Linked DNA regions of Mus musculus: regions 1 and 2 are each linked to region 3. A link is a contact called in public HiChIP or PLAC-seq data. All regions are on one chromosome and are shown on one strand. Each heading gives the region's core, a stretch centred on a gene start, on an enhancer-like site or on the middle of the called end of the contact. The rest is flanking DNA. Distances are from core to core; before and after follow the strand shown. Region 1 has its middle 68 kb from the start of Gm52623. Region 2 overlaps Gm38505 (predicted gene, 38505). Region 3 overlaps Sox2ot (SOX2 overlapping transcript (non-protein coding)).

Evidence for each region. HiChIP or PLAC-seq counts read pairs in DNA pulled down with a chosen protein or histone mark.
Region 1: an H3K27ac HiChIP or PLAC-seq map of oligodendrocyte precursor cells shows a contact between it and region 3, with 5 times the contacts expected there. The contact joins two enhancer-like sites. A contact is called at or near these places in 10 of 115 datasets of contacts at active chromatin or transcription factors (SST interneurons, astrocytes, differentiating embryonic stem cells and 6 more).
Region 2: a contact with region 3 is called in an H3K4me3 HiChIP or PLAC-seq map of embryonic basal ganglia, with 2.7 times the contacts expected there. The contact joins two enhancer-like sites. A contact is called at or near these places in 7 of 115 datasets of contacts at active chromatin or transcription factors (embryonic basal ganglia, embryonic forebrain, embryonic hindbrain and 4 more).

Annotation. Positions count from the first base shown.
Region 1 is chr3:34,196,632-34,200,357 of GRCm38.p6, reverse strand. No RefSeq gene overlaps it. Among named protein-coding and RNA genes, the nearest start is that of Gm52623, 68 kb to the left of the region's middle. Within about 2 kb of position 1,932, at least 32 of the 459 cell types and tissues checked have an H3K27ac peak or open chromatin away from gene starts, as enhancers often do. A contact at or near this core is called in SST interneurons and oligodendrocyte precursor cells, where this site is marked.
Region 2 is chr3:34,321,029-34,324,286 of GRCm38.p6, reverse strand. Gm38505 (predicted gene, 38505) reads left to right here. Exons shown (of 5, transcript NR_166363.1): 4 at 1,927-2,050. Among named protein-coding and RNA genes, the nearest start is that of Gm38505, 29 kb to the left of the region's middle. Within about 2 kb of position 1,561, at least 20 of the 459 cell types and tissues checked have an H3K27ac peak or open chromatin away from gene starts, as enhancers often do. A contact at or near this core is called in embryonic basal ganglia, where this site is marked.
Region 3 is chr3:34,662,825-34,666,291 of GRCm38.p6, reverse strand. All of the region lies in intron 4 of Sox2ot (SOX2 overlapping transcript (non-protein coding)), which reads right to left. Among named protein-coding and RNA genes, the nearest start is that of Sox2, 15 kb to the right of the region's middle. Within about 2 kb of position 1,866, at least 82 of the 459 cell types and tissues checked have an H3K27ac peak or open chromatin away from gene starts, as enhancers often do. A contact at or near this core is called in SST interneurons, embryonic basal ganglia and oligodendrocyte precursor cells, where this site is marked.

The DNA of each region.
Region 1 (3,726 bases), core at 683-3,182, 470 kb after region 3:
CACAGTACCAGAAAGCGAACTAAGACAGAAAACATAAATACACTAGGCAGGACAGGAGCCCCAGAAATCTGTGTTACCCCTCAAAAAGCACCAGACATCTGTGTTACCCCAAAAGATGCTTAGGCATGAGAAGAGCACAGGCCTACACTCTCACGATGCCTGTATGAACAGACATCAGTACTGACTCCCTCTGATCTTGCTTTCCCCTCTGTGAGACCGTGACTCTAGATCTGTGAGGGTGAGCAGCATCATGGGTGACGTACTTACTGTGTGAGATGGTGGGGTTTTCCACTTTTGTTTCTGCTGCAATAAATATTGAGTCTAAAGGAGCTTGACTCAAAAAATAATTAGTATGTGACCTTTTTATATGTGTGGTTCCTTTGTCCCTGAGTCTTAGACCTAATTATTTACAGCGGCTACATCAAAACCCATGCAGAGGTGGGGCTACAAGAGAATGTATGTCCTGTATTGGGTCACCCATCTTCCCACTACAGTTTTAGTGCATGGTGGAAGTTGGTACTCTTCCCTCCAGGGTCATGGGTCACTGGACCAATCTTAGTGTTGATCAAAATATGCGTGTGCTTTGTTCTCGCTGCCCACAGAACCTGGATGCCTCTGGGTTTATAGTGATGTTATTGTCTAAGGAAGCCCATTGCTCATCACCATGTAAGGTGAGTGGACCAATCATCATGCTTACAAAGAGAGGGCACCTCCCACATCTTCTCAAAGGCATCCCATGTGACAGCTAGAGAGAGTGAGATTCTACCAACATGACAGTGAACAGCCCAGAGCAGCACTCACAGAGCCTAGAGTTAAGACCAGCCAGCCCCTTTTCTGTACCCTGAAAACAGAAAGCAAGCACCCCCTGGTAGGGCGGCCTAGGGACCATCAGAACCTCAGGGCACAGACCCTTCCATGCCAGGGGAGGTAAAGTCCAGCTTGAACCTCCGCCTCCTCTCAGGTTCTCCAAGCCCCTCGAGAACACTGGAAGTTTGGTGGCCTCTGTGATGGAAAACAGCCTTGACTCTTAACAAAAGTCTCCAAGCAGCCCTAACAAGAAGGCAGGACACCAAAACCCTCAAAAAAGTCTCAGACTCACCAGCACCTCTCAGAAATCTCACCCTCTATTCCTGTAACTTTTGAAGATACCCCACAGATCTTAGATTCCTAAGATCCCTGGAATTAGCTGATCGGCGGTTGCTTTGGCTTTACAAAGAATAAAATATGTAGTATATCAGTTGTTATGTCAAAGAATAGGGGGCTTGCAAGCCAGAAATGCAATGATCCTGGTGACCCAGTCACTACTCAGGGATTAACCAGCTCTCCAGGTCCCCAGCACACGGACAGCAATCTTATACAACACTGTCTAAACCAGAGGGAAGCAGAAATTCTCACGGCTTTACCACCAAGAGCCATCAGAGGTTCTCAAAACTTTAAGCAGGCAGCTAAGCATCCACGGGCTGAACCGTTAGGCCCCATGGGCTTTCTGGTCTGATTACACATTTCTAATACCTTCTTTGCAGAGACACTTCACCTAACATAAAGTATGTCCATTTCAGCAGAAGCACTCTGATAACCCTCAAGAAAAGTTATGAAAAATAAGATATTGATTGTACACGAGACCAGCTAACAGCACACATTATCGATGCCGAGGGTCAGCAATGATGGGGGTCAACACTGTAAGGCATCGTTCCCAGATACTGATGTGGGTCAGCACATAGAGTACCACACCACCTCACCGATAGGTTACTACACGCTAACTGACTTGCTCTTCCTCCTGTGCCCAGCCCCGTCCCTCAGGTTTCAGTCTACTATCCAGGAACTGTTATAATCAGAGGTAAAGCCCTTTGAAACTGCAATACCAGCACAAACCAGTACCCCAGTGCCACCTTCACGGCAGCTGGCCAGGCATGCTGTTTCAAAGTCAGGCGTTAGGAGGCAGCAATGACTCAAAACCTCGAGGCTTGGAGATGTGGCTTCAGGAAGTTGGCAAAAAGGAACAGCCAGAGTGTGGAAAACAGACCTGTCTGAGGCAATCCTCTGGGAATTCAGATTCCATGTGACAAACCGTCAGAGGGACATGGCTTGTCCCTCATCAAGACTCGTGTGAGACCACCTGAGTCCTGTATTGTGCATTGCATCTCTCTATTAGACAATAACAACAACAAACCTTCAGCCAAGAGTCTAAAGAGTTAAACAGTCCTTAAAGCCCCTGATCTCACTGGGTTGTTTTGCTCTTGGCTCTGGGAGCAGGAAGGCTGCCTCTGTGGGGTTCTGCGCCTCACCTTTGAAATGTGGTCTTCAGTATAAACACTTTTCATGCCACCCTGAGACAGGAGAGCTGGCTGTGCTCATTTATGCCATTCTGGCTGAGCTACCTCTCAAACTTAAAATAACACTGTGGCTACTTACAAGTGCCAATGTTCCGTTTGCCTTTTTAAGATTACCTGTGGCATGGGCTCTAATCCAAAGTATAAGGTTTCAGGTAACTGATCTGTCTGACTTCTGGGACGTTAAAAATGCACTTTTCCCTTTCTCAAACAGGAAACTACCTTTGTTATTTGTATTATGGTTCATTGAAATGTTTAAATGACAAGACATTTTGCTTAAGTCACCTTTAAAATGGTTTGACTTTTAAGTAGCAAAACAACTCCTCTCTCTCTCTCTCTCTCTCTCTCTCTCTCTCTCTCTGATGTTTATTGTGAGAAAATATGTTCACATAATTTTTGCTACAATTTTACCTCATGCATAAATGGAGAGAAATCATGATGACTGGAACTTAAAAGGGAAATGTACAAGGGGTGCTTAGCTCACAGAAGCAACCCCAGAGCTAGTGCCTGTGATACTCACAGGGTATCTTAAACTACTACACTAGCACGCGTATGTTCCATGCCACACAAAGCTCAGCATCACAGATCACAAGAGGAAGCAGCACTGAGAACGTTGATTGTCACCAGTAAAAACCAGCTAAGTCAACCAGAATTCACATCAAACAACGCAAACGTGGCAGGAAGCTCCCTTCCCTTCAAGGAGTGCGTGCTTATCCCAAACGCCTCCAACAAGCAAACCTCAGCTCTGTTGCAACGAATCCTGAACAGGGATGGAAGAAAACAGCTCACGTTACTTACTGTTCTTAAGCCGTCTATCCACACATCCTTCTGGCTCCGACGGGTGAAGAGGGGTTGGTGAGAAGAAATCTAGCAGGCAAAAAGAAGAGGGAAGTAAGTGTTAGTCGTCGGGAAACTCACATCTGCGGGTTCTCTTGAAGCAGTCCCCACAAGATCCCAGCACACGCAGAGAAAGGAAAAAGTTGGCAGAATCCTCACACCTTCATTCTTTCCAATCACGCGGAGCTCCAAACTTTCCCTGCTCAGACCGCTCAGTCTCCTGGACAGCGAGACGTCCAACTTCGGCCCCACTGGAGACGACTGAGTCCACAGAGCCACGGTAACTTCAACACCCGGTCCACAGCTCCCGCTTCTCTCCCATTCTCCATTCACTTTTTTCCCTTCCTAGGGAACGCTCATAGGTCTGTTCTCCGTGCCCCCCTAGTCAGGCCTGGCTTTGAAATGCATTTCAATCTCTCCACACAGACTGCTTTCATTGCATTTAGAGTCCCACTAAGGCCCAGCTTTAAAAGCTACGGATTCTTTTTTTCTTTAGCCTTCCTCACAAAGGAAGGGTATTTTGTAAATTACCAGCTCGTTCAGATCAACAAAAGGTACT
Region 2 (3,258 bases), core at 312-2,811, 340 kb after region 3:
CAGAACTGCTCTGTACCCCAAGCTGACTTTCCACATTCCTTCCGGTAGCACAGGACTTGGGCATAATAAATGCCTGACCAGTAAGTGAGAAGGGACCATCCCGCGGGGGGCGGTCTAGTCGAAGACACACAGTCCCACTGCTCTGCTCTGTGACCTGCAAGAACTGGGTGAGTGCTCTTTTGGCACTGAGTCAGCCTAGCTGTATGAATGAGCTTTGAGTCCTTTGTGTAAGTTGTGGCCCAAGCTCACACACTTCCCTAGCTTTGTGGCTTTGACCAAGCCTTTACATTTCTAAGCCTTAGTATCTTTACTCTGTGGGGATTATAATAACAGTGGGATCTATATAAGGGACCTGACAGAGTTTGGTAGTAAGAAGATGTGTTATGAGTATTTGGTGTGATGTGGCACCCGCCCCAGTGACTATGGACTGACTCGGTTACTCTCAGTTATATCTGGGGCATAAGCCTATTAGTACAGTGCTAGGGCAGAGTCTGTAGCCAGTCTCTGCTCACGCTTTACCTGCCACACACCTAGAAAGGCCCAGCACGGAAACAGGCAGAGGATGTCTCCCACAAAAATAAAAACAAAAACAAAAATGAAAACCTGAAGCATCATATAAAATCTGGGCTCTTGTAGCTGAGAACTTGCTCCTCAGTGCTGGGTTTCACCTCGGGAGCTCCTTCAGTGCTCCAGGAGCCACTCTGGCCAATAGCATCTGCCTCACTGATGAGAGCCTGAGACACTCTCAGGGAGGGGTCCCTCAGCAGGCTTCATTCCCAGTGGCTGGGATACAGGAAGTGCCAAATGGATTCCTCGGGAAACACAAAGTCTTTAGCCCATTGGGCTTTCTAATGTTTTTACTGTAGATTGTGTGTCTCCCCCTAATTGTTCTATAAGCTTTTAATTCTCAGATATCACATGTCAACTGTGCCAGTGATACATATAAAATAAGTGAATAGTGCAAATAATTAAACAACTTATCACTGGCTAGCATAATGTGAGAGTAATGCCCCAGAAAACCTGTGTGCTGAATTCTATGTTTTATGAAGTAGTTCTGGCAGTCTGGTGACCTACGACTATAGGCACATCTGTAAGTACTTATGTGCGCATAGCGGAAATGCACACATGGATACAAACCCATATTAATAATGCATGCCTTCTACCAACAAGGGAAGAAGCCTGTATATAGAAATGAGCTTAAAGGTAGAAGCATATATATTGCAGAAGCACTCTTGCAAGCCTCAGACGGCCACGGCTGTATTGCAGCTGACAGGACCTGCCTGGCACAGCCAGATGCGACACTTCTCATCACAGGCCTCTCCTCGCTGAGCCTTGGCTGGTGCATCAGGCCTTGCTGCGGTGGGATAATAACTGACAGCAGGCTGACACGCAGCCCAAAGAGAGTTCCATCAGGAGGTCTCCTGGGCCCGGGGATCAGTGGGCTTAAAATATTAGGACGTGATAGAGTTAACACTTGCCCTTGAGCAGATGGTTTCGAACATTCTGTCAACACTGCCAGTGATTACTGCAAACAGATTCTCTGTCCCAGAGGGACGGGAGTGAAGTGCTTTCGAGCTCTGATGCTCGGCTGAGAGGTGTAAAATGTGTCATTTCCAGGGTCTTCTCTCAGCTGTGAGAAGTGCAGACGCTTGTTCCCCACATGGGGCAGCCAGAGCCACCATTGAATGAAGAGCCTCTGCCAGCATGTGAGGCCACAACACAGACCTGGCTTGGTTTGAGCCTCCCTAGTCTGTGGTGTTGGGATGCTATGCCTTGTGGGTTTCTTTGTATAATTTGCATATTAGTAGTTGTAAGGTCTCCAGTGCCTATCATCAGAGTGAGAGGAGAGAAGAGACAAAAAATAAGACTGCTAAAATGTTACAAAACAGAACCTCACACACTGCCTTTTTTTCACTTGATATTTAGAGCCGCCCTGTCAGCTCTGTGTTGGATTTAAAACAGTGGTGATCAACTCTTGGAGTCAAGTCATCTTGCCAGGTTAGATGCAGATATCACTATCATGTCTGGCTCAGTGTTCATTCTCAATATGGTAAGTTTATCTTGACAGGGTGGGGAGAGGGTTTCTCTTCAAACACAAACTATCACCCACTCCTGTTGCATGAACGGGCTTATAAGAATGAAGAGACAAAGTTATCAGTGATGGGAGGACCTGGGAAACAACAGGAAAGTCCCCTTTCACAGCTAAAAGAACCAGAGAGGCCCACAGTAGGGGCACCAATCAGTACCAACCCAGCTAATATGTTCTGTCTGCAAAATACACGGTGCCATGTGGAATGCTGTCAGCTAAGAAAATGGAGCTGGGACGTAAGGGCAATCGCAGAGCTGAAGACAAGCCTGCACTTTAGGATAGCACAGTAGAAGGAACAGGTGCAGGACCACCTCCCTACCACAACCACATCTGATCAATCGGAAAATAAGATGCTAGCCAGGGTAGCGCACACCTGTCTTCCAAACACTTGGGATAAGCAGCAGCAAGATGTGGGGGGTTCAGGGTCAATCTCAAAACAGCCAATGAAAGGCTGGCCTGGGCTACATGAGAACCTGACTCCAACCCAAACAAAACGGAAAGCCCTCAAATTAATAACAATGAATTGCTGGGTTCACAAGGACCCGCTCTCTCCAAGCACATCCTGTGTAGAGGTCATGACACCAGGAGCTGATTCCAAGCTCCGGCAGCTGATCAACAGATACTGACTCTGATGGCAAATGCCTCACAGGCCAGCCAAACCAGCCAGAGCCAGTGCGTATAGAGGGTTTTCTTGTCTACCCAAAAATAGGTAGAGAGAAGCAGGAGACAGGGAATGCTTCAAGCATGGAGAGCCAATTCCAGCTCCCATGGCCAAGGCTGTACTAACTTCGCCTTCCTTCCTCTGCCTCAGTGCTCAGAACACCTGCACTCCCAAGTCTTTTTCTTGGATTTTTTTTTAATAAGAAAAAAATTAACAAAGTACAATTTGTTGACAGTGTTCACAGCCGCACAGTGGGTGTTCCACCTATGCGCGCTGTCGTGCGTTTCTTGCTGTTTTCTGCAGGTGCTAAATACTCGCTGACAGCAACATATGTTACCAATTGAGAATGGTGTTTAAAAAAAAAAAAAACCCTCGTAATTAAGGAGTGCTCTCAGCTTGAAAAAAAATACAGGTGAAAGCTGCCTCTGCCTGAAGATTTGTTCTGATTTAGTTTCCTCTGCCGCTGAGAGAGTTCTGAATGTACACAGGAAGGACGTTCTTATGATTA
Region 3 (3,467 bases), core at 617-3,116:
GGCGTTGCCCATCTTTCAGTGTGATTTAGTACAGAAAAAAACTTTTCCAGTAGGCAAACTTAACAGTCATTCACAGGTAGCCCTTCGTGCTCTGAAGTGGCAGGAGTGGGCCTTCAATTCAGATGTGTGCCCCTCACACTGGTGTGATAAGCCCTGCAACTGTTGACACTCTAAGAAATGGAAGTTCTGCTTAGTGTAAGTTTCAGACAAAAGTTTGCCTCCCTCCCCTTATGTAAACACGGTAGGCAAACAAGACAGGTTTGGAAGCAGCTCCTTTTAAAAAAAAATTTGGTGTTGGGTTTTGGTGCCTAGGTGTTGGAAGGGGTTGTGGCAAACTACGGGTTTTACTTTGGAAAACGTTGACGTTCGAATCCAACTCTTACTGAATAGATACAGTTTAGAAAGAGCAGCGAAGATACTAGGACAGTATTAAAGTGGTAATAATAATAGTGTTTGTTCTAACTACCTCAACAGAGCAGGAAGTGCAGTTGTAACTGACAAGACAGAAAATTAGTAACTGTGTCATTTCATTAACACAACACAATACAATATGTACATACACATATACACAATGCATTATTAAAAGGAAAAGCAATGTTCTTGACACAGACAATATGCCATACACAGCTTCTGGAAGACAGCAAGCAAAGGTGACAGGGATCAAGCGTTTGACTGACTTGAGTGATACCTGTTAGCAGCTAAAAGTTGACGAGGTACAAGCTAAACCGAACTAGTTCCCCCCCTTTCTCCTTCAAAGCAAAACCGAAAACAGCACACACACACACACACACACACCCTCTAGCACTCTCAAACTGGAGCTCTTTAAAGACCCCGAGGACTTACGCTCAAGGCATTATTCAGAAAACACTGAGCCCGGTCGTTCGTCACAGGCAATTGTTAAAGGCTTTCAAAGAGCCGATCAAACGCGGCCAGAGTAATCTACATTGGAGTCCGGATGGTGGAGTTACGGCGTACACCTGCGGGATGTTTGCTGTCGCTGCCCCTCGCAGAGCTACAAATCTTGATTAAAGCTCCCTGCCTAACTGCCTAAGTTGCTCCCCAGTTTGGAAAGTTTCTTGGGACAGTTTATTTTGACCAGAGAGCTGTTTAGACACTGCAGCCAGAGAGGAGTTGAAGCCACCAAGGTGGGGAGGGACAGGGGCGGTGAGCAACTGGGAAGGTCTGTTTCTTGCATGGACTTTTTTGAACAGAGCCTTCATCCAAGCAGAGACAACCGAGATAGAAGTCCTGATTCGTGGCTTGCCTTTGAGTTCCTGTGTCTCCAAAACTCCTTTCACTGTCTTTGCCACAACTTTTTGTTGGATGGCAATACCAGTTCGTAGCTTTCCTTAATCTATTCCCACAGGTGTCCACCCTAGAGCCTGTTTCCAGCTTCGACCAGCACTCCTTTTCTAGTACAAAACTTTATCTCCCCCCGCCCCTGCCCCAGTCCGACTCTAGTTTGAAACTTTCGCTTTTGATTCATTTGTTTGAGATTATTTCCCCTCCTTTTCTGCGTTGGCTAGGTTTCCACTGTTTTTACCCTGAGGGACAAAAAAATGTGAAGTTGTGAGAAAAGACGATGCGAGGGTCGGACAGTTGGAGGCGGGAGGGACGTCAACGTCTGTCTGCAGTCAGCTAGTAAGTCCGCAAGCCCTCTGCAATCCCTGTGTGACCCATTTGGGGAGTGGGGTGGAGACTAACCGGCTGCCCGCAATGCCAAGATCAACACTCGGAGCGAATGTTATCAATAGACCAATTTTCTGCTCTTACCCGGGGCTTTTTTGTTTCATTCCTAAGTGGAGAGTGTCTGAGCTGCGCAAGACGCAACTGCACGGAGGCGCCCGGAAAGAGAGGGCGCTAGAAGCGGGAGACGCAAATATGGAAATTAACTCATTAGGAAGGGGTGTGGTTAGCGCGAAGCCCCCTCCTCCATCCCTTCCTTTCTCCCTCGCTGCCACCGTCCTGGCTTGCTAAATATGAGATTACAAACAAACAAATAAAGCAGAAGCTGACTACGCTGACTACGCAGCCCCAGATCAAGCACGCTCCAGATAATTCTCTGCACTCAGCGCCGAGGCCAGTTCTGCCACACAGCACCCGCCCCTGCCGCCACCGGGGGCTGCGGCGTTCCCTGCGCCATCTCCCGCCGCCCGGGACTGCAGCGGGGCCGCCGTCACCTTTCGAAGGCGCAGCACGTGGTCCCAACACTCGGCGGGGTGCACGTTTTAAACCCTAAGACGCCAGCTTCAGCCACTGTGGCGCCCTTCCGAGGGCCTCTGCTGACCTCGAGGTTCTTCTGCAAAGGCCCTGGGTGCTGGTGTGCTCTGAGGGAGAAAACAATCGAGCTTAGAAAAGAATGTTCCCGAGTCTCTGACCTGGGCTCCCCCCGCCCTCTGCGGTGCCGTACTCCCAGCGCGAGATTGCAGTGTACCAGGGCTCGGGTGAGACAAAAATTGGCACCAAGGCGGAAGCCTGCTTAGCGTCAGAGCCCGAGGTTGAGATATTAACAAAAGACGAGGTGCCTAGGAGTGAAGTCTGTGGGGTTGGACCGCCTGGGGTGCAAAATTCAGTGTCTAAATAAAATCGTGCGTGCGGGGGGGTGGGGTGACAATTAAAATGAAACAAAATGCGAAACTCGTCCTCAGTTGAGTCGGTCTTCCTACTCTCTAAGTCTTTATACAACCCTGTATCTAAGTCCTCAAAGCGAGGCGTAGTATAAGGCTTTAGGCAAAAATGATACTTCTAATGGCTGTCCTTCCGGCGACCGACCTCCCCGCCCCGGCTCCCATCCTAGTGCTCCCGTAGCTGCGGGCCCCTTGGAGGAGGCTGCGCAGTCCCAAGCTTCCCGCTGCCCGCAGGCCACCGCGTCTCAATGCGGGTATTGTCCGCCGCGGGTGGGGAGGCCAGACGACCAACACACAAGAATAGCAATGTGCCCGACTCCTGTTAAGAGAAAGTTTCCAAATGTCCTCCTTGTGCTGAAATACTACTTTTTAAAAAGTGCGAGTGCGTGTTTCGGTGGGCAAAGATTCGTTTTTGAAAGTCCACTCTCAATTCCTCAACGTTTTCCACTTCTTTTAAGTTCTCAGAAAAGGAGAGAGTGGGCAGAGAAGTGACTCGATTTGGGGGGTGGGGGATTGTAAATATGGTTGACGGTCAGTGGGACGGTTTTGAAATACCGGCAGTTGTCACCCAGGTCTGGTTCGGGGACGCGGGGACAGATGCTCGGTTGGCGCACAGAGTGGGAGGAGGGCCCCGGGGCGCGTGTGCTCAGAAGCGTTTCGCACCTCCTGTTTATCTTAGAAAGGCGCGGAGGGGTGGGTGGGAGCGAATTGTTCCTTTTCCCCGACAGGCAGTATTAGTTGACTAAAATGGAGAGGCGGGCACACACAAAAACAAAACCTCCACAGGCTGCGAGTCTCTCTCCTCTGACCCGAATTCCAAAGGCTGGGACTTGCCACTCA